Regions from separate parts of the Mus musculus genome. Here all the other regions are linked to region 3. A link is a contact called in public HiChIP or PLAC-seq and promoter capture Hi-C data. All regions are on one chromosome and are shown on one strand. The core of a region is the stretch at or near the end of the contact, and the rest is flanking DNA. Distances in the headings are between cores, read along the strand shown. Region 1 has its middle 13 kb from the start of Trim24. Region 2 holds the start of Svopl (SV2 related protein homolog (rat)-like). Region 3 has its middle 62 kb from the start of Gm33429.

What was found. Promoter capture Hi-C pulls out the DNA fragments that hold promoters and counts their contacts. HiChIP or PLAC-seq counts read pairs in DNA pulled down with a chosen protein or histone mark.
Region 1: an H3K27ac HiChIP or PLAC-seq map of embryonic stem cells shows a contact between it and region 3, with 23 read pairs. The contact joins two enhancer-like sites. A contact is called at or near these places in 9 of 39 promoter capture datasets (the 3T3-L1 cell line, 3T3-L1-derived adipocytes, the C10 cell line and 4 more), 2 of 15 datasets of contacts at CTCF or cohesin (the NIH/3T3 cell line and large pre-B cells), 55 of 484 Hi-C or Micro-C datasets (the 3T3-L1 cell line, the AML12 cell line, B cells and 35 more), 30 of 115 datasets of contacts at active chromatin or transcription factors (the 3134 cell line, PVALB interneurons, T-cell acute lymphoblastic leukemia and 19 more) and 3 of 9 other capture datasets (adipose tissue, embryonic stem cells and liver).
Region 2: a contact with region 3 is called in a promoter capture Hi-C map of liver, with 9 times the contacts expected there. The contact joins the promoter of Svopl here to the enhancer-like site in region 3. A contact is called at or near these places in 20 of 39 promoter capture datasets (the 3T3-L1 cell line, 3T3-L1-derived adipocytes, the C10 cell line and 12 more), 2 of 15 datasets of contacts at CTCF or cohesin (CD8 T cells and pro-B cells), 17 of 484 Hi-C or Micro-C datasets (CD4 T cells, CD8 T cells, bone marrow-derived macrophages and 7 more), 17 of 115 datasets of contacts at active chromatin or transcription factors (differentiating embryonic stem cells, embryonic basal ganglia, embryonic fibroblasts and 10 more) and 5 of 9 other capture datasets (adipose tissue, embryonic stem cells, liver and 2 more).

What each region holds. Positions count from the first base shown.
Region 1 is chr6:37,855,754-37,859,510 of GRCm38.p6, reverse strand. No RefSeq gene overlaps it. Among named protein-coding and RNA genes, the nearest start is that of Trim24, 13 kb to the left of the region's middle. Within about 2 kb of position 2,115, at least 13 of the 459 cell types and tissues checked have an H3K27ac peak or open chromatin away from gene starts, as enhancers often do. A contact at or near this core is called in embryonic stem cells and stem cell-derived epiblast-like cells, where this site is marked.
Region 2 is chr6:38,045,385-38,049,739 of GRCm38.p6, reverse strand. Svopl (SV2 related protein homolog (rat)-like) reads left to right here and starts at 2,744. Exons shown (of 16, transcript NM_177200.4): 1 at 2,744-2,822. It overlaps Atp6v0a4 (ATPase, H+ transporting, lysosomal V0 subunit A4), which reads left to right. Exons shown (of 21, transcript NM_080467.3): 21 at 657-1,257. The coding sequence ends at 750.
Region 3 is chr6:37,590,873-37,595,254 of GRCm38.p6, reverse strand. No RefSeq gene overlaps it. Among named protein-coding and RNA genes, the nearest start is that of Gm33429, 62 kb to the right of the region's middle. Within about 2 kb of position 2,689, at least 120 of the 459 cell types and tissues checked have an H3K27ac peak or open chromatin away from gene starts, as enhancers often do. A contact at or near this core is called in 3T3-L1-derived adipocytes, CD8 T cells, adipose tissue and 12 more, where this site is marked.

The sequences.
Region 1 (3,757 bases), core at 866-3,365, 260 kb before region 3:
TGGTATGTCTGAAAAGCCCTTGTGTCTGGTTTTCCTGCTATAATTTTGTTTTATTGTTCTTATTTTGAAAAGCTATTTTTATTTTATGAATATAGGTGTTTTACCTACAGGTATGTCTGTGCACTATGTACATTTATTGCCTACAGAGGCCAAAAGAAGGTATCAAATTCCCTGGAACTTGAATTATAGATAGTTGTGAGTGCTAAGAATTGAACTCAAAGTTTTCTAGAAGAACAGCTAGTGCTTTTAACTATTGAGCTGTCTCACAAAAAACAAACAAACAAACAAACAAACAAACAAGCAGCCAGATGGTTGTGGTACCTGAATTTAATCCCAGAAAGAGGGAGGCAGAGGCAGGCAGATGTCTGTGAGTTCAAGACCAACCTGGCCTTCAAAGTGAGTTCTAGGACAGCCAGGGCTACATAAAGAAACTGTCAGACCCCAACCCTCTGTCAGTGGTACTTACTTCGAGATGCCCTTGAGTGAGACACCAAGATGCAGATCAATGCAAAAGCAAGAGGTTTATTTTCCTGAGTTGGGGGGGGGGGGGTCAACCCTCAATCAGTCCTTCTGGGAGAATGACGAGAAGGCAACCCTGAATGGCTACTACAAACAGTTTTTATACTTTTTAGGGGCACAGGTTACATCAGCAAGGTTATAGTTCAAACTTATTGGCTAGGCATATCAACCTTTAAATCTATTGGCTAGCAAGCACGACACTCATTTGAACTATACCTGGGACTTTCCAGAGGGTATCAGTCAGTACATTCTAATTATTTTTTACTCAAGTTTGTTCCTGTTAATGGAGAATAGAACTTGGCCTAGCCTTGACCGGAGGCAGGAGGGGGAAGCTGTAAGGAGGGTTTGGGACTGGAAAAGCCCTTAGGGTCCCTCAAAACCCTGTCTCAAAACAAACAACTAAACAACTAAACCAAAAACGAACAAACAACAGAAAGAAAGAAAGAAAGAAAGAAAGAAAGAAAGAAAGAAAGAAAGAAAGAAAGAAAGAAAGAAAAGAAGGGAGGGAGGGAGGAAAGAAGGAAGGAAGGAAGGGAAAAAACGCATCCAGGAACTAGAAGAACGAGGAGGTAAAGAGATTGATAGCACTCCCTAGAACGACAGGGTCTCACTATGTAGCTCTGGCTGTTGTGTCATCCAGGCAGGCCTTGAACTCATGGAGATCTGCCTATCTCTGTCTCCCAAGCTCTAGGATTAAAGGCATGAGCCACTATAGCCAGCAGGATTGGATGTTTTGTAGTCCAGTCCTATCTAACCATCGTAGACCTTAAGAATATATTTACAACACAATATTATTCACAATAAAGTTTCTTCTTCACCACAGCTAGGAGCAGCCATGACATTTCCTTTCCTTTTTATTTCTTTTTTCTTTATTCACCCACCATCCTTTTCCATGCTAGAGCAGGTAGCTAAACCTCCAGAACACACTGCTTCATTCATTTATGATGCATTACAAAGATGAAATCTCAGGGAGGTCAGGCGATCATGGGAGGTGTGGTTGCACAGGGGGCACTGTTCCCCCAATACTTGTTTTGTTTTGTTGCCACCCCGGAAGCTCTCCAAACCTTATCAGTTATAGGTTTTTATGGAGGCTTCATTACACAGGTGATTAAATCTTTGTCCAGGCTGAATCCATTTCTGGCCCCTGTCCCTTAACAGAGGTGGTGGGGCGGGGAAAGTACCAATTCCCCTACTAGGTGTTTACCTTGAAAGAGCCCTAGGTGACTCTCACCTATGCATGGAGGAAGAAGCTCAATATGAATAACAGAAGGCTCTCAGTACTCATCTATCACTCAGGAAATTCCAAGGATTCTGATGCAGCGTCTCTGAAAGCCACCAAAGCCAAAGGTATATTAGAATAAAATATTCTCCCTTTATCTCTGTCATTCAGGACCTTACAAGGGTGTCAGGAACTGGGACAAACACAAGTCCTGGTTAATTATTTTATGTCAATTTGTTAGAACTAGAGTCTTCGGGGAAGGGAGAACCTCAATTGAGAAAATACCTTCATCTTGTAGGCAAGTGTATGGGCATTTCATTGTTTAATGATTGATGTGAGAGGGAATGGTCCTTGGCAGATGGGCCTGGGTTGTGTAAGAAAGGAAGCTGAGCAGGCCGGTAAGCAGCCTTCCTCCATGGCCTCTGGCCTCTGCTTCATTCACTGCCTCCACTCTCCTGCCTTGAGTTCCTACCCTGACTTCTTTTTCTTCCCCAAGTTACTTGGATCATGGCCTTTTATTACAGCAATATAAAAATAACTAAGACAACATTGTGATGAGAAAAACCAGGAGCAAACACAGGAATGTTTCAATGTGAAATTTTTTTTATGGCTAGACTAAACTTGCAATCTCACTGGAAGTAGGAGTGAGAAGTAGCCCTGACTAAAAAGCAAGGGAACCTTTTATAGTCAGGCTCTGTCTGACCTTTGATTGCAAAAGCAGCATTTTTTTATTTTTATTTTTTTTGATTTTCGAGGCAGGGTTTCTCTGTATAGCCCTGGCTGTCCTGGAACTCACTCTGTAGACCAGGCTGGCCTTGAACTCAGAAATCTGCCTGCCTCTGCCTCCCAAGTGCTGGGATTAAAGGCATGTGCCACCACCGCCCGGCGCAAAAGCAGAATTTTTGCAGTTAGTAAATTAGTTAGCTATTTTTATGATTATGGGAAAAGATATATGTTATGGTGTTATGGTCAGCCAGTTCTTGTAACATATAATAAAACAACAGAAACAACTTAGGACATGTAAATCACAAGATTATAAAGGAAGAACAAGTAAAAAGCACACCAAACGAACAAAACCAACAAAAACAAACAAAAAACCAGGCTTGGCCTTTAATCCCAGCACTCGGGAGGCGGATTTCTGAGTTCGAGGCCAGCATGGTCTACAAAGTGAGTTCCAGGACAGCCAGGGCTACACAGAGAAACCCTGACTCGGAAACCAAAAAAAAAAAAAAAAAAAAAAAAAAAAACCACAAGCTTGGACATGATTACAGAAGAAACACCACAGGGAACTACATAGAAATAAAGCAAATTTTTTTTTTTTTTTTTTTTTTTTTCAAGACAGGGTTTCTCTGTATAGCCCTGGCTGTCCTGGAGCTCACTTTGTAGACCAGGCTGGCCTCGAACTCAGAAATCCGCCTGCCTCTGCCTCCGGAGTGCTGGGATTAAAGGCATGTGCCACCACGCCGGGCTTAAAGCAAATTCTAACACTATGTTTCACTAAAAAAGGAGGAAAAATGGAGTTAGTTGGCCCTTAACAGACAAAACAAATTATGTGTTTCTTACTATATGTATGTCAAGCTCAATTCCATTAGATCCATGCCTTCAAAAGAGGAAGACAGATAGAGCTTTCCTCCTCTCAGCAAACTTGACAACATCAAGGAAAGGCTACATGTGGCCTGTGGGAGGTCTACACACCAGAAAGAGAACCTTTCAGAGGTATAATTGGACAGAGCCTTCAAATTGGACTTGTTAGTGTTAGCATTTTGTCTAAGTTCAACCCCAAGTTACCTGGCAATAGCCAGGTATGCTCTGCCCCACAGTTACCTGACTCACTATAAAAGGGGCTGTTTGTCCCTCCTCTCTCTCTTGCTCTTGCCCTCTCTGTCCTTTTACTCCTTCCCCCTTCCCCATTCTCATCTCCCCTCTCTCTCCACGTGCTCATGGCCAGCTTCTACTGCTCTACTCTCTCTCCTTCTCTGCCTTTCTCTGCCTCTACTACCCTCTTAACTCCCCTCCCCA
Region 2 (4,355 bases), core at 1,495-3,994, 450 kb before region 3:
CTTATGTTTACATGTTGAGTGGAGCGAATCTCCTGTCACCATGCTGATATTTCCCTCGATTGCATGAAGCACATCTCTGTAGCACTACAACACAGAACTGAGCGAGGGTGATGCTGGACATGAAGTGACTTTTAAAAACACAGGCCAATAGCCTTTTTGCAACTTGACGTGCCATGTTTGGTTGCTATCCCTGGGAGGCCTGCCCTTTTCTGAAGGGAAATGGGAGCAGGAGTGGTGGGGGTTGGGGGAGGAGCTGGGAGGAGAGGAAGGAGAGAGAGGGAGAGGGAGAGAGAGGATACAGGCTAAGCTTCTGTTTATTCTGGACTCTGCAACTGGAAGTCAGGGTGGAGAAGGGAAGCCATGCACAGCCGCATAGCCTCATGCACTCACTCACAGACTATCAAATAGTGTGTTGGGGTGGGGGAGGGGCACATCCTTGCTTGAATGGAGGCTGTGGAAATTCATGGTGTGGGGGAGAGGTGTGCTGCGGCCTGTGAAGTCTGGGGAAGAGAGGTGGGAGGAAGACTCAAAAGAGGTGGTAAGGAGGCTCAAAAGGTCATCTGGTTCCCATGGTGTTCTGCGCCTTGCTCCTGCCTGCCTGCCTGCTTCTAGCTGGCATTTCAGTCTGCTTTTCTTGCTCTTCCCTATCACCACAGGGTGGAATTCCAGAACAAGTTCTATGAGGGGGCTGGCTCCAAGTTCTCCCCCTTCTCCTTTAAGCACGTCCTGGAAGGCACAGCTGAGGAGTAGGTCTGTCTGTATCCTGGTGCAGGCGACAGCTGAAGAAGCTCTCACTCTTGTCTCTGACATCAGCCCAGGCCAGGTGTCCCATGCTGCAGTCCTTCTGAATGGCTGTCTGCAGTGTGAAGCTGTGTATGGTGCAGTATTTAACAGGACTTAGCCACCTAACTGAGGGGCTACTTTGGTGAATCATTCGGACTTCATGTGTAGTCTTCATGATCAAATACTAAAATAACTGGGAAACGGGGGGGGGGGGGGGGCGGACATGACACTTGACCACCATCTTCCTGTGATAGTTTATTTTTATTTTACTTCCTTTCTGTTTGAGACAAGGTCTCTCTAGCTTTAACTGTTCTGGAAATAACCACACGGCCAAGGATGTCCTTGACTTTGAACTCAGGTTCCTCCTGCCTCTACTTCCCAAATGCTGAGATGACAGGCAGGAACCCCCTCACCTGAAGTTCCTGCAGTATTTCAAGTGTTATAATCATGAAAATAAATGTCTGCTTTATTCACTGTTTAAGATGTCGTTATTCCAAATTAATCCTTAACATTTAGCACCAGCATTTAAAGGCCAACGCCAAGGCCGAACAATGGGGTTGCACAACCTAATCCCCAGGGCAGGATTAGTTTGTTTTCCCTTCTCTTCCCCCTTGTCTTGGGCTTAGCATTACAAGTTGAGGGACTCTCAAATATTGTCACCCCACAGGAGGAAGCACAGCTAATGCCCTCTGTGGGAGAGGGAGGCCCAGCCTGGCTCTCTGCATCGCTAAGTCCTGAGAAATGAAACATGACCACATGACATCATGCTTGGGGCGCTGTTTATTGTCAACACACACTGTGCTGGGGTAACTGGAGCAGGAGATGCAGGCATGGTGAGCTATGGGAACAGTGTACAAAGGCGGAGACTACCTCATAGTTGGGGGACTGAGAGCCCAGAACCAATGTATTAGGATCCCTGGACTGGTGTTCCCGCAAGTGCCTGAGGAAAGTGTGCACTGGTCTTTCTAAATGGCCTGAATCCAGGTGAAGACCTGCCAACTCTATCGAAACCCTAGAAGTAAGACTAAGTCACATTTGTAATGCTCTACAGTTGACTAAGTCCTTTTTACATAAAGAGCTGATTGTATTCAAAATTTCCTTTTAGATGGGAGTATGCTTGCATGTGTTAGTGTATACAGGTGCAGGCACATGTCTTCCATGACACTTATGGAGATTAGAGGACTACTGGGTACACCAGGCTCGCTGGCCTGTGAGCTTCCAGGGAAGTTCCTGTCTCTGACTTCCATCTTGCTATAGGCACAGTGAGATTATAGACTCACACTACTGTGCCTGGCTTTTACATAGCTTCTGTGGGATTTGAACTTAGGTCCTCATGCTTGTGTGGTGAGCACTTTATCCACTGGCCATCTTCCCGAAGCTTGAGAATCTTATCTTTTAGACCCCATCTGCTGACCTGTGTCAAGATTGACTGGGGTTGATAGAAGCAATGCCCAAATCTTCTATGAACTTGGCAGGGAGAATAATTCCATTTCTTGTCCAATGATGTACATGATGAGGAACGCAAACACAGGCACATTTGGCACATAGGGGGCTCTCCACCTCTCTAGACTATAGAAGAGGGATTGTAAGACCTGGGCAGTGGAGGGGATGCTCAAACCAGTGACAGCTGACAGAATAGACCAGCTTTAAGTGCCTTTGAGAAGCCCATGGCTCTCCTATTGCCACGACCCTCTGGGAGTTTTAAGTTCTCAGTGCTGGTGTTCTTCTGGTCACCCATCTAAAGAAGGCACTCGGAGGCTTGGCAGCTTCAATCTCTCTGAGAACACTGTTATTTTCTCTTTAACAAGGGATCCGGTGAGGGCTGTTTTGGAGGGGGTGTGACCTCAGAACGCCAGGTGGCTCCTTAATGAATCCAGTCTGGAGAAGTGAGATGAAAGGAGTGGGGGGAGGGAAGGGGCCAGGCCGCTCTAAAAGGTGAGTTCAGAGGAGAGAGGCCCCCAGTGCTGCCAGAGGGCTGTGGGGAGACAGCCAGCCAGCGCACAGGGACCTGGAATCGGAAAGTTCCAAGGAACACAGAGGTGAGAAACTTTCAGGCAACAGGCTGTTTTTACTGCTGCTGTTCAGTGTAGGGAGGGGAGCTGACTATTTGTGTGTGGCTGGAAGCAAATGGAGTGCGAATTGTTTTTTTAAGTATTTATGTATTGTATATGTGGAGGTATATGTGTGTGTGTGTAAATGTGTGTGTGTGTGTGTGTGTGTGTGTGTGTGTGTGTGTGTGTGCATGCACATAGGCTTATGCCCTATGCACATTCCCAGAAGTCAGATGAGGACCCCAGGTGCTCTCTGTATCCCTGTCCCCTTACTCCCTTGAGAAAGAGTCTCTTACTGAACATGGAGCTCTGCTGGCAGCCAGCGAAACCCAGTGCCCCTCCCCGCCCTGCCCTCCCTGGTGCTGTTATAGAGGGCCACAACCATACTGGCTTTTTATATGGGTTCTAGGAATTTGAAATTGGGGTCCTTATATAAGTATTCTCCCAGCCCCTTATTGATGATGCTATAAAACAATTGCATCACACATCAATAAAAAAGATCTATAGGGGCCCAATTTTTTCTGGCTTCTATTCAGTATATCAAAAGACAATAGAATGAAGTTATCAGTCTTCTGGGAGTTTGGTTACTTGGGGCCCCTCCTGCACTTTTGAGTGGCAGAGTCAACCCTTAATCTCTCCATGTCTATCCGTATCCCCTTCTCTGGCTGTTTGAGGGGCATGCCTTGCATCCTCACTTCAGTGTTTGAGGAAGAGCTGTCTGGGATGCTAGTTCTTTTCCTTGTTTCTCTGGGTTAGTTTGGTTTAGCTTCTGCCCTGTCCTCCCTCTTCTCCTCCTTTCCTCCCTCCCTCCTTCCTCCATCCCTTCCTCCTTCCCCTCCCCTCTCTTCTTCCTCATGAGACCCTCACCTACCTGAGGAGCTGTTGGCAACGACCGATGGCTGTTGGGGAAGGAGAGTATTTAATGCACTACAGAGTCCATTGTGTAATTAGATGCCACTACTTCATAAAAAGTTACCAACTAGAGGATGGAGAGATGGCAGAGGGAAAGGGCTAGCTCGTGTAAGCATGGGAGCTGAGTTTAGATCCCCAGTACATACGTAAAAAGCCAGTATATGAGGTAGCATACACTCATAATCTCGGTGTTGAGGAGGCAGAAACAGGAGGATTACGTGGGGCTCACTGGCCGGCCAGTCTAGCCTAAGCAGTAAGCTCCAGGCCAAGGAGAGACCTTGTCTCAAGGGTGATGGGTGACATTCCAGAGGATGACACCTGAGGTTGTTCTCCATGTTCCACATGCACACAAATGTCTGGGGGCAAGGGGTGAGGGAAGGCAGCTCACAAGGAGTTCTCCGGTCCCTGTGTGTATGTGTGTGTGTGTGTGTGTGTGTGTGTGTGTACTCGAGCGCATGTGTACGTGACACACCTTTACCAAATAAGAACACCTCTCCAAGAAGTGTCTCAACAGTGTTTGGAAAAAGGACAGTCATTTTAGAAGTGACTTCCCGCATTGGCAGGCTCCTGAAGGGGTGAGATCAACTGTTTTAAGATCTGAACCTAGCT
Region 3 (4,382 bases), core at 1,440-3,939:
AATATGTCTAAACAGTTTCTGTGGTGGGGAAAAAGATAACAAACCAAGGCTGGCTGAAGGTTTGTTGGACTCCTGCTGCTGTAGAATCAGGCTGCCCAGTCAAGTTGAACCATAAAAGCAAGGTGTGGGACCATGGAAAATGTAGAGGAAAAGAGAAAGATGGAGTCCAGATGAATAGGCAGTGGCTGGCTGGAAGGTCAAATAGGTGGAATCGGCCATGGGGACAAAGGGGAGCTGAGACTCCTGGGATAGTCAGGAGTCTGTGCTTTGACACACACATCAGGTGGTCAGTGACAGGTTAGCAGGCTGCTGCCATCATAAGGTTAGCTGCTCTCCTCTTTGGCAATCCAGGTGAGGGTCTGCATCCTTTCCTTAGTCTGATGTGTGTGATAAGTTCTTGGACCTAGTTTTTTCTGGCATAAATTTTAATATTTCCCTGTGCTCCCACAGTCCCATATACCATAGGCAATTTATAGAGTGGTGCCCCTTCTATCTTAAAGGATAAGTTATTTATTAGTCTGTATACTATAGGCAGTATAGGACACATGGTGGTGTTTGCATACTTGCCTCTGTATTTGCATCCAAAATGGAGGCTGTCTATCAGTTTTTACAATATCACGGAACAACTCGATCTCAGCACTCTTCTGCAGGTCTCACGTCATCTGACTTTTATTTTCATGTGATTGGAAGCCTTCCTTGTCCCACCTACTACTTTCCAAAAGCAAGAATTAGGGCTGGAGATGTGGCTCAGAGGTTAGAGCATTGCTGCTCTTCCAGAGGACTCTGTTCAAATTCTGGCATCCACATGTTGGCTCACAGTCATCTGTCGCTGCAGTTCCAAGGAATCTGACACCCTCTTCTGGCTTGCTTGGGTACCAGGCACATGTGTGGTACACGTGCGTACATGTATGTGCAGTCAAAACACACATACACAGAAAAGAAAAGAAATAAATCTTAAAAAAAAAATAAAAATAGTGATCCCTAGAGGGCTCTTCATTGCTGGAGAAAGAGGATAGGCAGTCCGGCATTTTGAGTTACACCTGGCTTCTTATCAGATACCCACGTACACACCTCGATGATCTCTATTGTTTACCTGATAAAAATAAAGCTAATACTCTCTGACATCCACAGAACTCTTATCTTCAGCTAGCTTTCCCTGTGGCCAGAGCTTTCCTTTTTGTAATGTGTCTGATCTTTGTGCTTGAAGGGTGTAGGCGAGGCTTTGGGTAGAGGTGGTACTGTGGCCGGGTGGTAGATGAAGGGGCTCAGGGAAGCTCTTCTGTCTGTCAGTGTGGAGAGCTGCTGTGTTACTCGGGTCCGCAGAGTCTCTGCTGTCTCTGTGTGTGAAATCTGACACTGTTCCCCGGGTGTGCATGAGCACTCTTTGTTCACAGCCCCTCCTCCACAGTGAAAAAAAAAAATCCTCCTAGCCCATGATATATAAATCATAAATAGACCTGTATGGTATTATAACTTGGATCTTGCCTCTGTTCCATTTGTTGTGATTTATGTCTGCTCTTCTTTTCCTCTTTATTATCTCCTTAATTGTAATCATTTTTTTTTGTTGTTGTTGTTCAGTTGCTCTGCATTTTATTTTGTTATTTCTCTTAGGAAAGTCTACTTGGCTTTAATAAGGGGAGCATCACTTAACTGAGAACAAATGAGAACATATAGCTTGAGCAGTATCTGATTTGTGAAAGAAATCTGTTGATAGAAGAGGCTCCAAGGTTTTCAGTTTGTAGTTATCATTTTTCTTGACTTGCTGGTTACACTGGGTTAATATTGTATTTAATACTGGATCACACACACACACACACACACACACACACACACACACACACGAAGAGAGAGAGAGAGAGAGAGAGAGAGAGAGAGAGAGAGAATATGACTAAGACTATCTGGAATTTTTGTTTTCCGGGGATTGTAGCTTTGAAACTGGTGACGTGAAGCGATTGCAAAGAGAGCTATAGCTATTTAGGGATGATATTTGGGCCCTGAAAACTCTACTCTGTGCTTTTCCCATGCGCAGGGTAGAATAAATTCACGAAGCTCCTTCACTGTTTCTTCTATAGAAGTGGCCACCATTCAGGGTTTCCTCCGTCCCTTTATAGATGCAAATGATCTGCTCAAATCATCTATACAAAGTGAAAAGGCCTCCTCAAATCCAATCCTTGAAGGAAATCTCCTTGAGAGTTAAATCTCAAACAAAGGAAGAATAGACCAGGGCTTATTTATCTTCTACTTGCTTTGGGGATTCCTAGGCAGATCGTACAGAAGTGAAGAAAAAAAGCTTAGGGCTATACAGTCTTTCCTCTGCTTTTCGTTTCTTCCTCCTCTGTGAAATGCAGTAGACAGGCTCGCCCAGAGGCAAGAGAGCCCAGCGGTTTCTAAACCTGAACTAGAGGGCAAAGCCTAGTAGTACTGTGAAGACCTTTGTTCTCCATTACGAGAAGATTAGAATCCAGAGGAAACTGTGTGAATGTGTGAGCGTAGGCAAATGAATAGTAATTTTTCCTTATGGGAGGCTTAGCAAGCAGGATGTAGAAGGCTTTCCTTTCGGAGATTATGAGAAATCAGACTTGAGAAGGATCTTTTCCCATATTCTGCCTCCTTTTGAGAAGAGGGCGTTTGTTATTCACAGTGCCCGAGCTAAAACAAAGATAGACTTGGGCTCCCCTAGTGGCCTCCCCTGACCTTTGCTCTTGAGAAATCCTCCCTTCCCCCATCAAAGGCAGCTAGCCTGCCAAGCACCAGTATTCTACAAAACCTCTCTTACCTTGTAAAAATGTATGTGTGAAGGGATTCAAACTCTACCTGGTAAAACTTTTGTTTATGCACAAGACCTGCTAAATCCCTGGAACGGATGGATTGGACAGTAGCCCGTCCCTCTCTTCTTTCCTTTGCTTCCTTCCTGCAGCTTTCCAAATTAGCCAATCAGAACTAGTCTGCGAGGTTGACCGCCCAATCGAAGAGAAATAACCAACTGTCGCTGCCGCCTTTCTCTAGGGATGACCATCAGGCTCCCGTGCTGGCCCTGTTCGGGATGTGATGCACTCTCTTTGCAAAAGGAAATCGCCTTGGAGTTACTTCCTCACTATTCATGTGATCCTTCCTGCAACATTGAGATTATTCTTTTCCAACACTCAGTCTTTCAGACTTTTAAAGTCAGATGAGGAGCCTTCTGGTCAGCGATGATGGAAATAGTGGTGTTCCTCCAGTTAGAGTGGAGAAAGAGAAGAGAAAAACTCTAAGAAACTGCCACGAGCAAATGAAGGAATTTGTGTACTGGGGTTGTCGTTATACTCATGATAAAATACTTCAGTAGACACATTTATGTCCTTAGGTCAGAGGACAGTTCTGTGCACTCAGTTCTTTCTTCTCTTTAAGTAAATTGCTGGCCTAAAAATGTTATTAAAAGCAACAATGGAGCAAAAAAGACTGGAAACAAATAAACATTTTGGAGAATATCATTCCCCAAATTGAGAAACAACGGAGGTTTTGCTTGTGAATCACTGGATATATCTATCCACGATCTTGCTCAGTATCATAACAATTTGCACATGCTTATATAATTTGAGCATGTTTTCATGTTACTGAGCATGCTTTTTCTAGAACCGATAATGCGACTGATAATATCGCCTCAGAACGGCTGGCATCCTGGTCGAGGATTACCAAACTCAATTTCTTCTTCCCTTCCTCTCCTTCCTCCTTTTCTGCTTATGCAGAAGATTAAAGCAAGGTGAAGGGGCCTGGGGCTGGGACAGGGGTGGGACCTGGTGCTGGGGCTGGGACAGGGTGGATCAGGGCCGGAACTAGGGGTCGGGGGTAGGACTTATAAAATACTAACATGTGTGAAAAACACATGATTATTAAATCAGCTTTGTCAATGAATTATATACAAATATACCATGGTCCTCCTACTAGATTTTTTTTTAATGGAGTAATAGGAAATTGAGTTTTGCATCATATCATGTGTGACATTTCTCTCTTCCCACATGCTTATGTAATGCTAGCATTCCTCAAGGATCCCAGATAAGAACAGTTTCATCAGGAATCTCTTATTTACAGATTTCTTTGCAAAAGATTTTCTTTCTACTCTTTCCTTTTGTAAGCGTTTGACAACCTAGTTAGCAATCGTCATGAATTAAAACAGTTCAGATCAGAAAGCTCATGACTTGAAACAAGATGCTCTAGGGCTTACATCTGTAACCTGACATGTGGGAAAGAATGAACTTGCCCTCATAGATAAACACGTGACAAGTACTTTCATACTTCCGTGTTTCTGACAGTAATACATTCTCACTAAAACGGTGAAAGCTTCAGAAAGCAGAGAGACGAGAAATCTACTCATTTTCTTACAGCTGCTAATAGTGTAATTTTTT